Regions from separate parts of the Triticum aestivum genome. Here region 1 is linked to region 2. Evidence: chromatin contacts called from public Hi-C data. All regions are on one chromosome and are shown on one strand. The core of a region is the stretch at or near the end of the contact, and the rest is flanking DNA. Distances in the headings are between cores, read along the strand shown. Region 1 has its middle 70 kb from the start of LOC123094404. Region 2 holds the start of LOC123090973 (serine carboxypeptidase-like 18).

The links. Hi-C and Micro-C count contacts between places; a contact is called where the count stands out from the background.
Region 1: a Hi-C map of leaf shows a contact between it and region 2, with 4 times the contacts expected there. The contact joins the enhancer-like site here to the promoter of LOC123090973 in region 2. A contact is called at or near these places in 2 of 5 Hi-C or Micro-C datasets (both in leaf).

The regions. Positions count from the first base shown.
Region 1 is chr4B:55,734,768-55,741,523 of IWGSC CS RefSeq v2.1, forward strand. No RefSeq gene overlaps it. Among protein-coding and RNA genes, the nearest start is that of LOC123094404, 70 kb to the right of the region's middle. Within about 2 kb of position 4,119, at least 3 of the 8 cell types and tissues checked have an H3K27ac peak or open chromatin away from gene starts, as enhancers often do. A contact at or near this core is called in leaf, where this site is marked.
Region 2 is chr4B:55,547,398-55,554,757 of IWGSC CS RefSeq v2.1, forward strand. LOC123090973 (serine carboxypeptidase-like 18) reads left to right here and starts at 3,815. Exons shown (of 10, transcript XM_044512357.1): 1 at 3,815-4,045; 2 at 4,129-4,274; 3 at 4,387-4,463; 4 at 4,549-4,671; 5 at 4,770-4,872; 6 at 5,278-5,315; 7 at 6,752-6,870; 8 at 6,960-7,073; 9 at 7,191-7,236; 10 at 7,324-7,360. The coding sequence starts at 3,861. LOC123090972 (lecithin-cholesterol acyltransferase-like 1) reads left to right here and starts at 1,399. Exons shown (of 2, transcript XM_044512351.1): 1 at 1,399-1,891; 2 at 2,006-3,127. The coding sequence starts at 1,491. The coding sequence ends at 2,924.

The sequences.
Region 1 (6,756 bases), core at 2,869-5,368, 190 kb after region 2:
AGGAGGGAACGGAGAGCGGTCGTCAAGGTCAATGCCGCCGCGGCCAAGTTCGCCGCCCAGCGCGAGGAGCTGGATGCCGCGCGGCGCAAGGCCGCTGCCGACGAGAAGGAGGACCTCGTCAACAAAGCGCACGCCATCCTAATGCTTGGTATGGGTCGTCCTGCCGGGTTCCCTGCAGCAGCCGTCGGCCCGGCGAGCACATGCTCGTCGGTCGCCCGGCCTACGCACTGCCAGTCGCCGACGTCGCGCACCGCGCCCATGTCGCTCGGCTTTCCTCCGCCAAGGCACGACGGCCAGACCCGTTTCTCGGGGTCGCCGGACGTGGGCTTGTTCGCTCATCCACACCGCGCCCCGCGGCCGTCATCGACCTCAACGTCACGCCTGGGTCCAGCAGCGGCGGCCGGCCGTCCGTCCATATGAGAAAGCAGGCACGGGCACCATTCACGGGCACCATGCCGCCCCCCGCGTCTTGTTTGACGGAATGCCAACCCCAACGCCAGCGGTCGACGACCCCTTCTACAACCGCTACATGGAGGACGTGATCTTCGAGGGTGGGCATGACCATACCTACGACCCCGATGAGACCCAAAGTCAGGATGGCCGCGCCGAGTACGTCCCCGATGAAGAGGCCGACGACCGTGCTGACTACGGCCATGGTGACTCATGGCATGAAGATGATGACATCTATGTCGAAGGTGATGATGAAGAAGAAGAAAGCAATGTCGTTGATATTAGTGGTGCGCCATTGTTCATCGACGAGCTCACCCAAAGAGCGGAGGCACAAAAGAAGAGGAAGAGCATTCGCACGGGTTCATATACACAAGATGAGGACAAGTTGATTTGCGAAGCTTGGATGGAGATTAGCCAAGATCCGAGGACCGGCGCGCAATAAAAGGGCATTGTTTTTTGGACGAGAGTCCACAAAACATTCCATGAAAGGAAGATGTTTGAGCCCTACCAAATTACAAGCAACCGTGGCATCGACTCGATTCAAAAAAGATGGTTGTTCATCCAACAAGAGTGCAACAAGTATTGCACCGCATTTGAGAGCGTTGAAGCACGGCCCGTGAGTGGTCTCGGCGTTGGGGACATGGTATGCTCTCCTCTTTCTAGCCCTTTCCTTGCTACGGCCATGAGACTTCGGCCGTGTATATGTTTGCATGTTCACTTATTGTTGATCATGTGGTGTAGGCATTTCAATCTTTGGAGGCATTCAAGGCCCGGCACAATGACAAGCCATTCACTCTTACGCATTGTTGGACGATCATCAACAATTGCCCTAAGTTCAAGGATCAATACCGTGAACTTCAAAGAAAGAGAGGCAAGAAGACGGCCAAGTTCGCCGGAGGTGGGGATGGCGAGGCGTTGAAGAGGCCGAGGGGCAAGACCAACTCTAAGGTGGACGACATACGTGACGCCTCATCCATGGCCTTGCATGAGACTTTGCATGGCATGATGTCCCAAAAGGATGTGAGGGACGAGAAAAAGCGGCAAAGCAAGGACGAGAAAATGAAGCAATACCTAGACCTTCAAAGACAGAAGCTTGAGATGGAGGAGGCGGCCAATAGGAGGAAGATCGACATGGAGGAGGCGGCCCGGCAAAGGCAGCTCGACATGGAGGAGGCGGCCCGGCAAAGGCAGCTCGACATCGAGGCCGACAACGTCAAGGCCAGGCAGAGGCAGCTCGACATCGAGGCCACCAATGCCGCCACCAAAGCGAAGGAGGTGGCCCTTGCGATCATGAGCGTGGACTTGTCGAAGATGAGCGACAAGACGAGGGCCTGGTTCGAGGCCAGGCAGAAGGAGATGCTCGACGCCGAAGGCCTGAACTAGGTCGTCCGATCGGCGTGGCCGTTCTTTTTGAGGATGGCAAGGGTGCCGCCCGCCCGTCGGGCCGCTGGCAGTGTCCGGTGAGAAAACATTCATTTTGGAGGCCGGCTGTGTTGCCGGCCGCTGGCTGTGTTGCCAGCGAGGAGAACTATTTATTTTGGAGGCTGGCTATGTTGCCGGCCGCTGGCTGATGCCGGCGATGGACGTGTAGGCCGCTGGCTCTGTTGCCGGCGTGATGAACCGGGGCCGCTGGCCTGAACTAGGGCTTGGCATTTGAAACGTTGCTTTTAGTTTTTTAAGTAGACGCAGACAGGATGGGGCAAATGGATGCGGCCGCGCGCTGGGCGCACGGCCACCGGATCCCAGGACACGCCCGGACACGACCCCAAATCCCTACCCAAACGGACAGAATCCGGACAAAACGGACGTCCGTTTGGGGTCGCGCGGTGGAGTTGGCCTTAACGCGATCCTCTCCGCCTTCACGGTCTACTGGTTGTCCATGTTCGAGCTACCGCCTTGGGCGCGTGCCAAGATTGACAGGCTGCGTCGTGCCTGGCTCTGGAAGGGTGAGGAGTCCTGTCACGGCGGGCACTGCAAGGTCGCATGGGGGATTATCTGTCGGCCGTGCCAGCTCGGTGGCCTCGGTGCGATCGACCTGGTGCGTTTTGGTGCCGCCATGCGCCTACGTTGGTTGTGGCAGGAGCGTGTCTCCCTGACCAAGCCCTGGATCAGCCTCCCGATGCCTTGCACGATCGTTGACAGAGCCATCTTTGCAGCAGCAACATGTGTGACCATCAGTTGTGGGGAGTGTGCTCGCTTCTGGTATGATAGCTGGCTCGACGGTTGCGCGCCATTCACCATGGCGCCCGAACTCTTCGCAGTCTCCAGGCGCAAGAATCGTTCGGTCCGAGAGGCATTGCATGGCAGGCGATGGGTGTCCGATCTTCAGGGATGGATCACTGCGCACACCCTGCCTGCATTCGTAAGCCTATGGTCCGCGATCAGCCAGGTAGCGGCCTGATGAGTGTGATGCTTTCTCATGGAAGCCCAACGAGAGTGGCTCCTTCACGGTGACGTCTGCTTACATGACTCAGTTTCTTGGATCTACAGTCTCACCGCTATGGGCCTCGGTTTGGCAGGCTTGGGCACCGGTGAAATGCCGCCTTTTCGCCTGGTTCTTTGGCCAGAATAGGATCCTTACTGTTGACTGCTTGCTTGCCAGGCAGTGGCCGAACTCCTACTTCTGCCTGCTCTGTCGCCGAAACTTGGAGACCGTCGAGCATCTCCTGATCACCTGCCCCTGGTCGCAGCAACTCTGGGCGTGAGTTGCCGATCGCTTCCGCTTGCCTGGATTTCTTCCTGCTTCTTGGCCTCGTTGGACGTCTCTCCACGAGTGGCTCTCTAATCTCTCGGCAGATGCGTCCTTGGCCAAACGCAACAAGTCGATGGCGCTGATGGTCCTTTGGTTCATCTGTAGGGAACGAAATGGCCGTATCTTCAGGAACAGCGAGCACCCGGTCTCCCAGGTGCTGGATCAGCTGCTCGATGAAGCTAGGCAATGGGCGCTCGCCGGAGGCCGGCATCTGTGCTGGGAGTAGTCGCTTAACGTTTCTTTTTTTTTTGTCTCTTCTTTCTTTGCCGCTGCTCTTGTGGCCGGCTCTTTGTACAGTTGGCTCCAGCCGTTCTTCCGCTTAATGAAATCACAACTCTCCTGCGCTCTTTCAAAAAACAAAAACAGTACTATTAATTGTAACAAAAAAAAATTCCAAACACATACTCATCGGTCGGTTTGGTCGATCCGTGGTCGGCTCAATGACACCGTGAACCGACCGATGAACAAAGTCGCAAGTGATCTTGGGTCCGTATGGTGGGCGCCAGGGCGGTCCAACACCGTGGACTAACCGATGGACGGGCCACGAGCACGCACACACGACGGCATCGGGCGTCGTCGACCGTAACCGTGTACCGCCTCGATCGATCCCTGGGCTGCTGCACGATGATGTGCGTCGCGTCGCGGCAGACCGTGCATGGTCCGTGCCTGCCTACCTTACTTTGACACGGTGCGACCGAGCCGATGTCCCGTGCGTGAGTGATCGATGGCCCTGATCGACGACGCATGGATGACCCGGAACCACCCCCCGCCTTCCCCTCCAGCGCGTGTCTGGCCGGCATCGAGACCGACCGACCGGTCAGGCAGCGAGTTGGCGTTGGCCGGCCACGAGCACGACGCTATCGGCCGAGTGTGCTCGATCCAACCGTGTACCCCCGTGCTCCGCACCGATGCGCACGTCTCGTGTTCCGTCCTTTGCACGGAACCAGCGAGCGAGCCTCCCATCCCGTCCCCTTTCCCTCCCCTCCCCTCCCCAAAATAAGTAGTACGCCGCCCTCTCCTTCCCCAATTTCCAAATTCAAAATCGAAATCGCCCACCTCTCCGCCCCGCCCTCCCCGAGCACCAGAACCTCCACCGGCCACCCCAGAGCTCGCCGTCTCCCATGGCGGCCCCGGCCCCCCTCGCCGTTGATTCCCTTGGCGCGGCTATCGAGGCGTTCATGAACGCGCCCACCGCCCCGCCGCGTGGTGGTCATCACCTCCGTCGAGGTCGCCCACTCCGCCGCCCTCCTCGCGTTCCTCGAGTTGCAGGCGGACCGCGACCTCTGGGAGATCGAGAATGGCGGCCGCCTCAACGAGCTCGCCTCGATCGACCGCATGTTCCACGCCATCGTCGTCGATGTGCTCCCGGTACTCGTCGCCGACCCTGTCGCTGCTGTCCCGCTACGCCGTCTTCATCCAGGCCTCCGCCCCCGCCGTCGGCGGCGACTTCGAGCACAGCGCCACGCTCATCTGCCAGGACATGATCGCGTACGCCGACAACACCCGCCGACACCCCCCGCGACTCTCCGCCGCCGACCTGCTCCGCCGCCTGAAGATGTTCCGCTTGGAGACAGTCACCATCGCCGACCACGGCATCAACGACGACAGCCACGTGTTGGCGTGGATGATGGGCCTCGACCACATCCACGTGAACTCCTTCCGCCGCCTCGCGAGCCTTAGGGAGGAGGTCTTCGACGGCCCCCCCGCCGAGTACCGAGTCACCATCGACGCCCTCCCCGCCTCCCACTCCTCCGCCCTCCTCGGCGTGGTGTACTTCGAGGGCGGCGCCAGCGACTGGATCGTTCGCAACGCCGCCCGCCTCACTGCCCTGGCGAACGTCGACGTCTCCTTCCAGCTCATCGGCCTCGGCCTCCTCCCCTTCCTCCACGACAACCCCACCAGCCAGCCAGCGCTTCGGTTCCTCGTCGACTACGTCCGCGACGTCAGGGAGAAGGTCGGAGCCATGGGCGGCGAGTTCGTCACGCACGCCACTGACATGTGTGACAACCTCATTGCGAACGGCACGCGCCCCCTCCCGCCCCCGGAGATGAGGATGGTTACGGAGCAGCTGCGCCGGGATCTCGATGTCTTCAGATCCCGCGACCTGTCCATCCACGAGTCCGACTCCACCGGCGAGCCCACCTCAGGTTCGTCTGACGCCTCGGACTCCACCGGCGAGCCCGCCTCAGGTTCGTCTGACGCCTCGGACTCCACCGGCGAGCCCACCTCAGGTTCGTCTGACGCCTCGGACTCCACCGGCGAGCCCACCTCAGGTTCGTCTGACGCCTCGGACTCCACCGGCGAGCCCACCTCAGGTTCGTCTGACGCCTCGGACTCCACCGGCGAGCCCACCTCAGGTTCGTCTGACGCCTCGGACTCCACCGGCGAGCCCACCTCAGGTTCGTCTGACGCCTCGGACTCCACCGGCGAGCCCACCTCAGGTTCGTCTGACGCCTCGGACTCCACCGGCGAGCCCACCTCAGGTTCGTCTGATGCCTCGGACTCCACCGGCGAGCCCACCTCAGGTTCGTCTTAGGCACAGATATATGGTGTTTGCCTGCGTTCCTTATGAGAGGGAGAATTCTGGCTTAACGAGTTGCTGCTAAGACTTGGCCATAGTGAGTTTTGGATGGCGAGACTACTGATGATATGTACCTGGATTATATTGCCTGTTAATCAATACTCTTAATATGTACTTCGCCATAGAGTACTGATGATATAGTTCGTGATTGTTTGTGTTGATTGTTTATCCTTGTAGGATGTGCAATTGCTTCTCTGAAAGCTATATTTTACTAGAACAGTAGTTCCTTCTGATATGCTCTGTACATATTGCATTGTTGCTCATCAGTCTTTTGTCCATTTAATTGTTGCTCTTTAAAACTTACAGTAGCACCATTTCCATTTGAATGGAATGATTCCAAAATGCAATTGACTATTTTCAAGGAACTATATTCACTACCTGTGAGTTTGAAAAATAAAAATGCGGTATGTATACTCTGTCAGAAATGTGAAAGACTCTGCATAATACAACTTGTCCTAGTTTATATCATTATATATGCTATAATAATTCCATCATCTGAAATAATAAAATTGGAAAGATTCAGATCTGAGAATAATTGTTTATTTTGGATGATCATAGGATTCAATACTATATTAAGCTTGATGGCCATTATTTCTCATGGTTACCATATCAATTCGACCTTGGAACTGTCCTCCTGCATGTTTGAGGTTAAGAGTGGACACTGATGATATGTACACGAATTATATTGCCTGTTAATCAATACTCTGATGGTAGCATCATGTCCGTGACTAGTGCATTGAATTTTGCTTTGAACTTGTTATTTGTCAGCTTGTATTCCTTAATTAGAGCACACCATCTTTCTCCAAATTCTGATGGTAGCATCATGTCCGTGACTAGTGCATTGAATTTTGCTTTGAACCCATAGTGCTTGGAATATTAATTCCAATTTTCGATTTTGCATTCCTTAGAACATGCCATTGGCACCATCTATGATTAGAGTGCGGCCAAGTTGTTTTCAGAGCTGCTTCCATTG
Region 2 (7,360 bases), core at 2,565-5,064:
CCGGTGGTGCGTCTAGTATCATTAGTGGGCGTGTGAAGATGCGTCTCCGGTGGATCTATCTTTATCTTTGGTGAACCTGCTCGGATCTGATCGTCGTTCGTCTACGTTCGTGAGTCTTTAGATTGGATCCTTTTGATTTACGATACTCTTCATCGGCGGCGGTTGTTGTTCTCGTGCGCTGGTCTTATGGGGTCTTAACAAGATGACTTTTCGCTTGTATATTACAACAGGTTTTGCTGGCTCCGGTGAGGGAAGGGCGATGACGGCGGCGCGTCTAAAGCTCGTTTCAGTGCTTGTAGTTGTCGCTTGGTGGTCTATGAATCTGCATGCAATTTTTAGTCGCCACTGGTATTTGATCTTTTTTTTAAGGACATTGCTAGGCAGCAAACGGTTGCAGCGTTGCACAAACGAGCGCGTTTCTATTTTGGGCAGGTGTCAGCACATAGGCCCACGGTCCATACATAAACGGCTTTGTTGCTCACGCGCCACATATATTAAGTGTTGAATAGGCGGGACTTCATGCTAGTCTTGTTGGGTCTGTATGGCGCATTTGGTTGCCTGCATCTAGCCCAAATAGGCCCGTTGGATGCAAGAAAAGCTGCTTAGTTGTGTACACAAGATTCTCTCCTTCTAGTCCTAATCCCGGTGGTGCGTCTAGTATTGTCGATGGGCGTGTGGAGTTGTGTCTCCGGTGGATCTGTCTTTGTCTTTGGTGGATTTGCTCAGATCTAATCGTCGTTTGTCTACGTTCGCGAGCCTTCAGGTTGGATCCTTTTGATATGTGATACTTTTCAGACGGCGGGTGCTGTTCTGGTACGCTAGTTTTAGGGGGTCTTAGCCAGACGACTTTTCGACTGTATATTACAACAAGTTTTGCTGGCTCCGATGAGGGAGGGGCGATGACGACGGCGCGTCTTCGGCTCGTTTCAACGCTTGTAGTTGTCGCTAATTGGTCTATGAATCTGAATGTAATTTTTATTATTTCTGGTGTCCGTTGCACTGCCACGATTGAATATGAATATTTTTGGGGCGCTATTTTTTTCCAGAAAAGCTTAGAAAGGGGTTAAGCTCTGAAGAAAGGAAGAAGTTTTTTAGTGCGAGGGGTAGAGATGCTCGAAGCTCGGTGCGTATGAACAGAGCAATCGATTGCACGGCGCATAGTAACAAGTACTAGCAACGATGCAGCGTGTGCAGTGAGTGACTGGTCACTGTCCCCACTTAAATCGCAGGTAGGCTACCAAGGAACGCTACGCGGCTACGCAGTACTGTGGCGTGATTAAGCAGTAGTTAGACGCGAATTGATCGCAGATTCACAGCGCACCCGAGACTACCGACCCCTCCAAGGACGACGTAACTACCATTTCCACCGTACGCGCGCCCTGCCTTTTTAGCCACTACTACAAGCCATCCGATCCCAAGAGACAAAACAGCGAACACCAAATCCCAAAACAAGCAAGAAAACCAAAAATTCCATCACACAAACGCCCATCATGGAGAGATATCCGCTACGTATGGTCGTGCTGTTAGCTATGCTGTCGCTGAGCTCGTGCTGCGCCTCGTCGGCCGGCGGGGGCGGCGGGCAGCTGCTGCACCCGGTGATACTCATCCCGGGCTCCGGCGGCAACCAGCTGGAGGCGCGGCTGACGGACGACTACAGGCCGTCCAGCCTGACCTGCCGGGTGTGGCCGCTGGTGCGCGGCCGCGGCGGCTGGTTCCGCATGTGGTTCGAGCCGTCCGTCGTCGTCGCGCCCCTCACCCGCTGCTTCGCCGAGCGGATGATGCTCTACTACGACCGCGACGCCGACGACTACCGCAACGCGCCCGGCGTCCACACCAGGGTCTCCGAGTTCGGCTCCACCTCCACCCTCCGCTACCTCGACCCTACCCTCAAGTAATCCATCGACCTCTTCTTCTTCTACTACTATTTCTTCATGTCAATGATGCAGATGTCGCAATCAGCAATGGGCCAATGGCAGTGAGACGACATGCCAAAATTGACGTGCAGGGTCCTGACGGGGTACATGGACGTCCTGGCGAGCACGCTGGAGAAGGCCGGGTACGAGGAGGGGCACGACCTCTTCGGCGCGCCCTACGACTTCCGCTACGGGCTGGCCGCGCCGGGCCACCCGTCGCAGGTGGGCAGCGCCTACCTGGAGCGCCTCCGGCTGCTGGTGGAGTCCGCGTGTGCGGCCAACGGCGGCAGGCCGGCGATCCTCATGGCGCACAGCCTAGGCGGGCTATACGCGCTGCAGTTCCTAGCGCGCGCCCCGCCCGCCTGGCGCGCGGCGCACGTCAAGCGGCTGGTGACGCTGTCCGCGCCGTGGGGCGGCTCCGTGCAGGAGATGCTCACCTTCGCCTCCGGCAACACCCTCGGCGTGCCCTTCGTCGACCCCACCCTCATCCGCGACGAGCAGCGCAGCTCCGAGAGCAACCTCTGGCTGCTGCCCACGCCCAAGGTGTTTGGCAACACCACGCTCGTCGTCTCCCAGCGCCACAACCGGACCTACTCCGCCAAGAACGTCACGCAGTTCCTCAACGACATCGGGTTCGCCGACGGGGTGGAGCCGTACCGGGCGCGGATACGGCCGCTCGGCGAGGTCCTGCCGGAGCCGGGCGTGCCGGTGACATGCCTCGTGGGCACCGGCGTGGACACGGTGGAGAGCCTCGTGTTTGGGGACGAGGGCTTCGACGCGGGGCCCGTGGAGGTGGTGTACGGTGACGGCGACGGGACGGTGAACCTCGCCAGCCTCATGGGACCGATCAAGGCCTGGTCCGACTCGCCGTCGCAGGTCCTGGAGGTGGTGGAGCTGCCCAAGGTGTCGCACATGGGCATCCTCAAGGACAAGAGCGCCCTCGACCAGATCCTCAGGATTCTTGATTCCATCAATCTAAACGCCACGAGCACCACGACTTATCAGTCTTAAAACAAATATATGTTTGCAACAGTAGGTTTTTTCAGGGTCTTTTCGTTGGGAAAATGTTGTTGGGATTTGATAGCTAGTGGCACTTGCCAGATGGGAGTAGAGATCAACCATCTTCTTATTGACTTCAACAAGGATTCAACAAAGAGACATCTAGTGTTGAGTCGGAATATGGGCATATTTTATTTTAGAAAAGAAGAATTATCCCCGTCCTATGCATTATAATGATGCATGCAACCATTTTATTAAGCAAATATCCGAAAAGTCTGTGATGTGGTACAAGCTCGCTCGGAGCTAAAAAAGTAAAGTTAAGATAAAAATTGCCCGGCAAAAATAGGACGAGATGACTAAACATCTAGACCTAGGTCCATGTTTTTTTAAACTCCTTGGATTTGAGGAGTTTTTTTTCAATAAAAATGAGTTAAAGTTTGAAAAGGCATTTAAGGAGTTAAATTCAGTTAGAGATGCCCCTAAGATAGCTACTCCATCCGACTCGAAATATAAAATCATTTCTGATACTATAATAGTGTAAAAGATGGTCTTACATTTTGAGACGGGTGGAGTACTTTCTCGTTCTTTCCTTTCCTTGTTCCCTGTGCTTGGACAAAATCTTGCATTTCCATTATGTGACTAACAAAAAGGGCATTCGTAAAAAACTGAATTCTGATTTTGTCCACAGTGAGCTTGAATATCCTGGTTCACCGTTTCTCCGTGGCGTATATATACTGGTTTTTCATCTCTACTTGTTACATATTCTGGTCGACAAAACATTCTCCTGTCGACGGAAATTAGTGAGTAGGCGAGCTTTCCTTTTCGGAAAGAAGGTGACATGCCAACCGTTTCCACGTGACAATACCTTCCACGCATCCAAATTGATTCGAGCAGCAGACAGCAGTACAGGTACGGCTACGTGCCTAGAGGCACAAAGAAAGAGAAAGAATGTCCTCGAAGCTTCTCCGGCTGCGTACCGCCAGGCAACGCCACTTCCTGCCGCCGCCGCTGCTGCAGCTCGTCCCCGTCCTCCTGCTCCTGCCGCCGTCACGCCCGGCGTCGGCGGCGGCGGCGACGGCGGTCACGCACCTTCCCGGATTCGATGGCCCTCTGCCCTTCAACCTTGAAACAGGGTAAGCTCTAGGTGCGTACCTCCACAACTAAAGCTTGGTTGAAATGGCACCAGACTCATGGCCGGAGTGGCCGTGTGATGCAGGTACGTGGGCGTGGAGGAGGAGACCGGGGCGGAGCTTTTCTACTATTTCGTCGAGTCGGAGAGGAGCCCCGGCACCGACCCTCTGCTCCTATGGCTCACCGGCGGTCCCCGCTGCTCGATCATCATGGGCCTGGCCTTTGAAATCGGTCAGTTCACCAAATCGACTCCCACTTTCTGACATTTTTTTCGAAAAGGACTCCCACTTTCTGACATAATTCCTGCTCATATACATCTATCCGCCATTGTTTTGCACCATAGGTCCTCTGAAGTTTGTGTTGGCACCGTATAGTGGCGGTTTGCCGGAGTTGGTGTATAACCCATATTCATGGACAAAGGTGAGATTATAGATGATATCTTCGTCGAAATCAATTTCATTTTTGATCAGCTTTACATGGTTTAGTGACGACAATTCTCGATCAGATGGCAAACATACTCTTATTGGATTCACCGGTCGGTTCCGGTTTTTCGTTCGCTCGTGATCCCAAAGGCTACTATGTTGGGGACTACTCGTCATCTTCGCAGGTCCAAACATTTCTAAATAAGGTGATGAGAGGCATCACTGATGTCGTACCATCATACTGTTTTGCATGGAGAACTTCAAAGTGTTGATTATTGGCCGCTCTATGCATGTTTATGTACAGTGGTTCACGGATCATCCGCAGTACCTTTCAAATCCTTTCTACATTGGTGGAGATTCATATGCTGGAAAGGTGATTCCACTTATTGCACAAGGCATTTCAGAAGGTAATTATTAGCTCTTTAGAACATTGCACATCCATGCGCATTCCTGAATGTATAATAACAAGCGGGAGAAGAGAAGTAGATGGGATCATAATCAACACGACGGCGGGAGAAAAGAAGTAGAAGAGAAGAGAAGTAGATGAGAAGAGAACACTGTTTGCACACTTTTTAGGATAAAGTAACTTTTTATGTTTTTGCCTCAAATTCTAACATGGACAAAGGGGAGAGAGCTGATGTCATGGTAATGATGTCTTGTCCGACACATAGGACAAAACCGGTAAAACCTGCCGGGGGTTACAATCAGCACATTTTTCTAGAGTTGTCATATGAACTGAGGCGGTAATTTGGAATTTCACCAAGAGTTGAGGAGGTAATGTGGACTTACCTCTTGATTATAATATTCTCCAGGAATTGACATGAGGCAGCAACCTGTCATCAATCTCAAGGCAAGTTATTAGCTATCCATTGAACATTTAACTCGACAACAACAGTATAATGGAAAAGAGTGCGAGACCGTGTATTTATTCTATTGCCATGTTAATGCAATTATTTTTAGGGATATATGGTTGGCAACCCTATAGCAGATCCAAAGTTTGATGAAAATTACAAAATTCCTAGTGCTCATGGCTTTGGGATAATATCTGATCAAATATATGAGGTGATGCCACATTTGAACACTTCAACAATAGCATGTGATTTTTTTTGCAATATGCGTTGATCTAAGTTGTAGCATGGTTTCTTTTTGTGAAGAGTGCTGTGAAGAATTGCAAAGGAGATTACGTTAACCCCGTGAATGAAATGTGTGTTGAAGTGTTGCATACTATCAATAATGTAAGATTCATGTATTGCTCTATTGTTATGAACTAGTATGGTATTGCAAACATCATCTAATGCACTTCCCTTCTATCACAACTCATTTCTGAAATTTCAATTGAACACATCTTGTACAAAAAATGTGACATTGTTGCGCCAAAGACCATAGACGATGCTTCAAGAAGAAATATTTTGTTGGAAGAATCTACCCAGTTAAACAAGCCACCTGCTCGTCCAACTATAGATTGTTTTGTCAGTCTCTCTTCATCCATGGGGTGTCAGTTTGATATAAGAATTTCGGTGAATGTGAAAATTGTCACATGATGTTGTTCCCATAGCACAAACTTATCTAGAATTGTTTTCTAAATTGTAGACATATGGTTACTATCTGGCTTACTTTTGGATGAACAACAACATGACTAGAAAAGCTCTTGGGATCAAGGAGGTACACACCATGTCTGTTGCATGAAACTTATTTCATAGAGTATGCATCCGAAGGTATCATTATGTAGTTTTAACTTCTTTAGATATAAAATTAGACATGGTAGGGTAAAAAAATGTTGTAGAAGTAGAAAAAGTAAAGAAAACCATCACCTTTTGAATCCTGGACTTTGCATCAACTCTATATTTACTCATGAATTTTTGTTAAACATCTAAGTACACTAGACACTTCTATAACATCCATTGACATCATGTGGTTTGCACTAACATGACATCCAAAGCTAGTGTCACTTGGATGGTTGCGACATAGATACAATACACACGTTTGCTAACAGTGTGAGGTGAAGGTGAGGGCGACCGGTTTAAAAGGAGACGATTGGTAACTGGCAACTTTGTACAAGCCTTTATTTGCATTTTATTTTCCGAGTGTACACAATTTATTAATTCTAAATTGTATGGTTCTCTTTAGACGATTTCAAAGTTTTCATACCAAAACAGAACTTGGTGCAAGGTTTGGATTTGAGGTTGACTTTTTAGCTTAATAGGTGCCATGTAGGAGCACACCTGGCATTCTTTTTCCATTCCACATCATTTGGAACACTACTGATGAAAGTTAATTTGGCAACAGGGAACAACGAGTGAGTGGATACAATGCAACATAGGGCTCCCCTACACATACGAGACACCGAGCAGTATACCGTATCATCTCAACCTCACTATGAAAGGTTATCGTGCACTTGTGTACAGGTAAAAACAAGGGCATGAGAAAAAGTTTACTTCACATTGGCTCAAAATGTTCCTTTGCACCTCATAAGTGAAACTACTTGTGAGCGCAGCGGAGACCATGATCTCGAGGCGCCATTTCTTGGCACACAAGCATGGATAAGATCCTTGAACTTTTCCATCGTTGCTGACTGGAGAGCATGGCATCTTAGTGGGCAGGCTGCTGGGTTAAGTCTTTCTACCTCCCTATTTCAAATATAAGAAAAACTTCATGGCACATCCCTTGTGTGTTGGCTTTCTCCCCACTCTTTTTTGACATGGGATGCATCTTTTATTTTTTGTAGATTTACCATAGAATACACAAACAATATGACATTTGCCACAGTGAAGGTGATCTTGTTTTCCTTTCCAAATCATGTCCATGGGTAACCATATATGTACTAACATGGTAGAGGTCATTAATCATTATTTGTACAGGGTGCTGGTCATACTGCTCCAGAGTACCGGCCTAAAG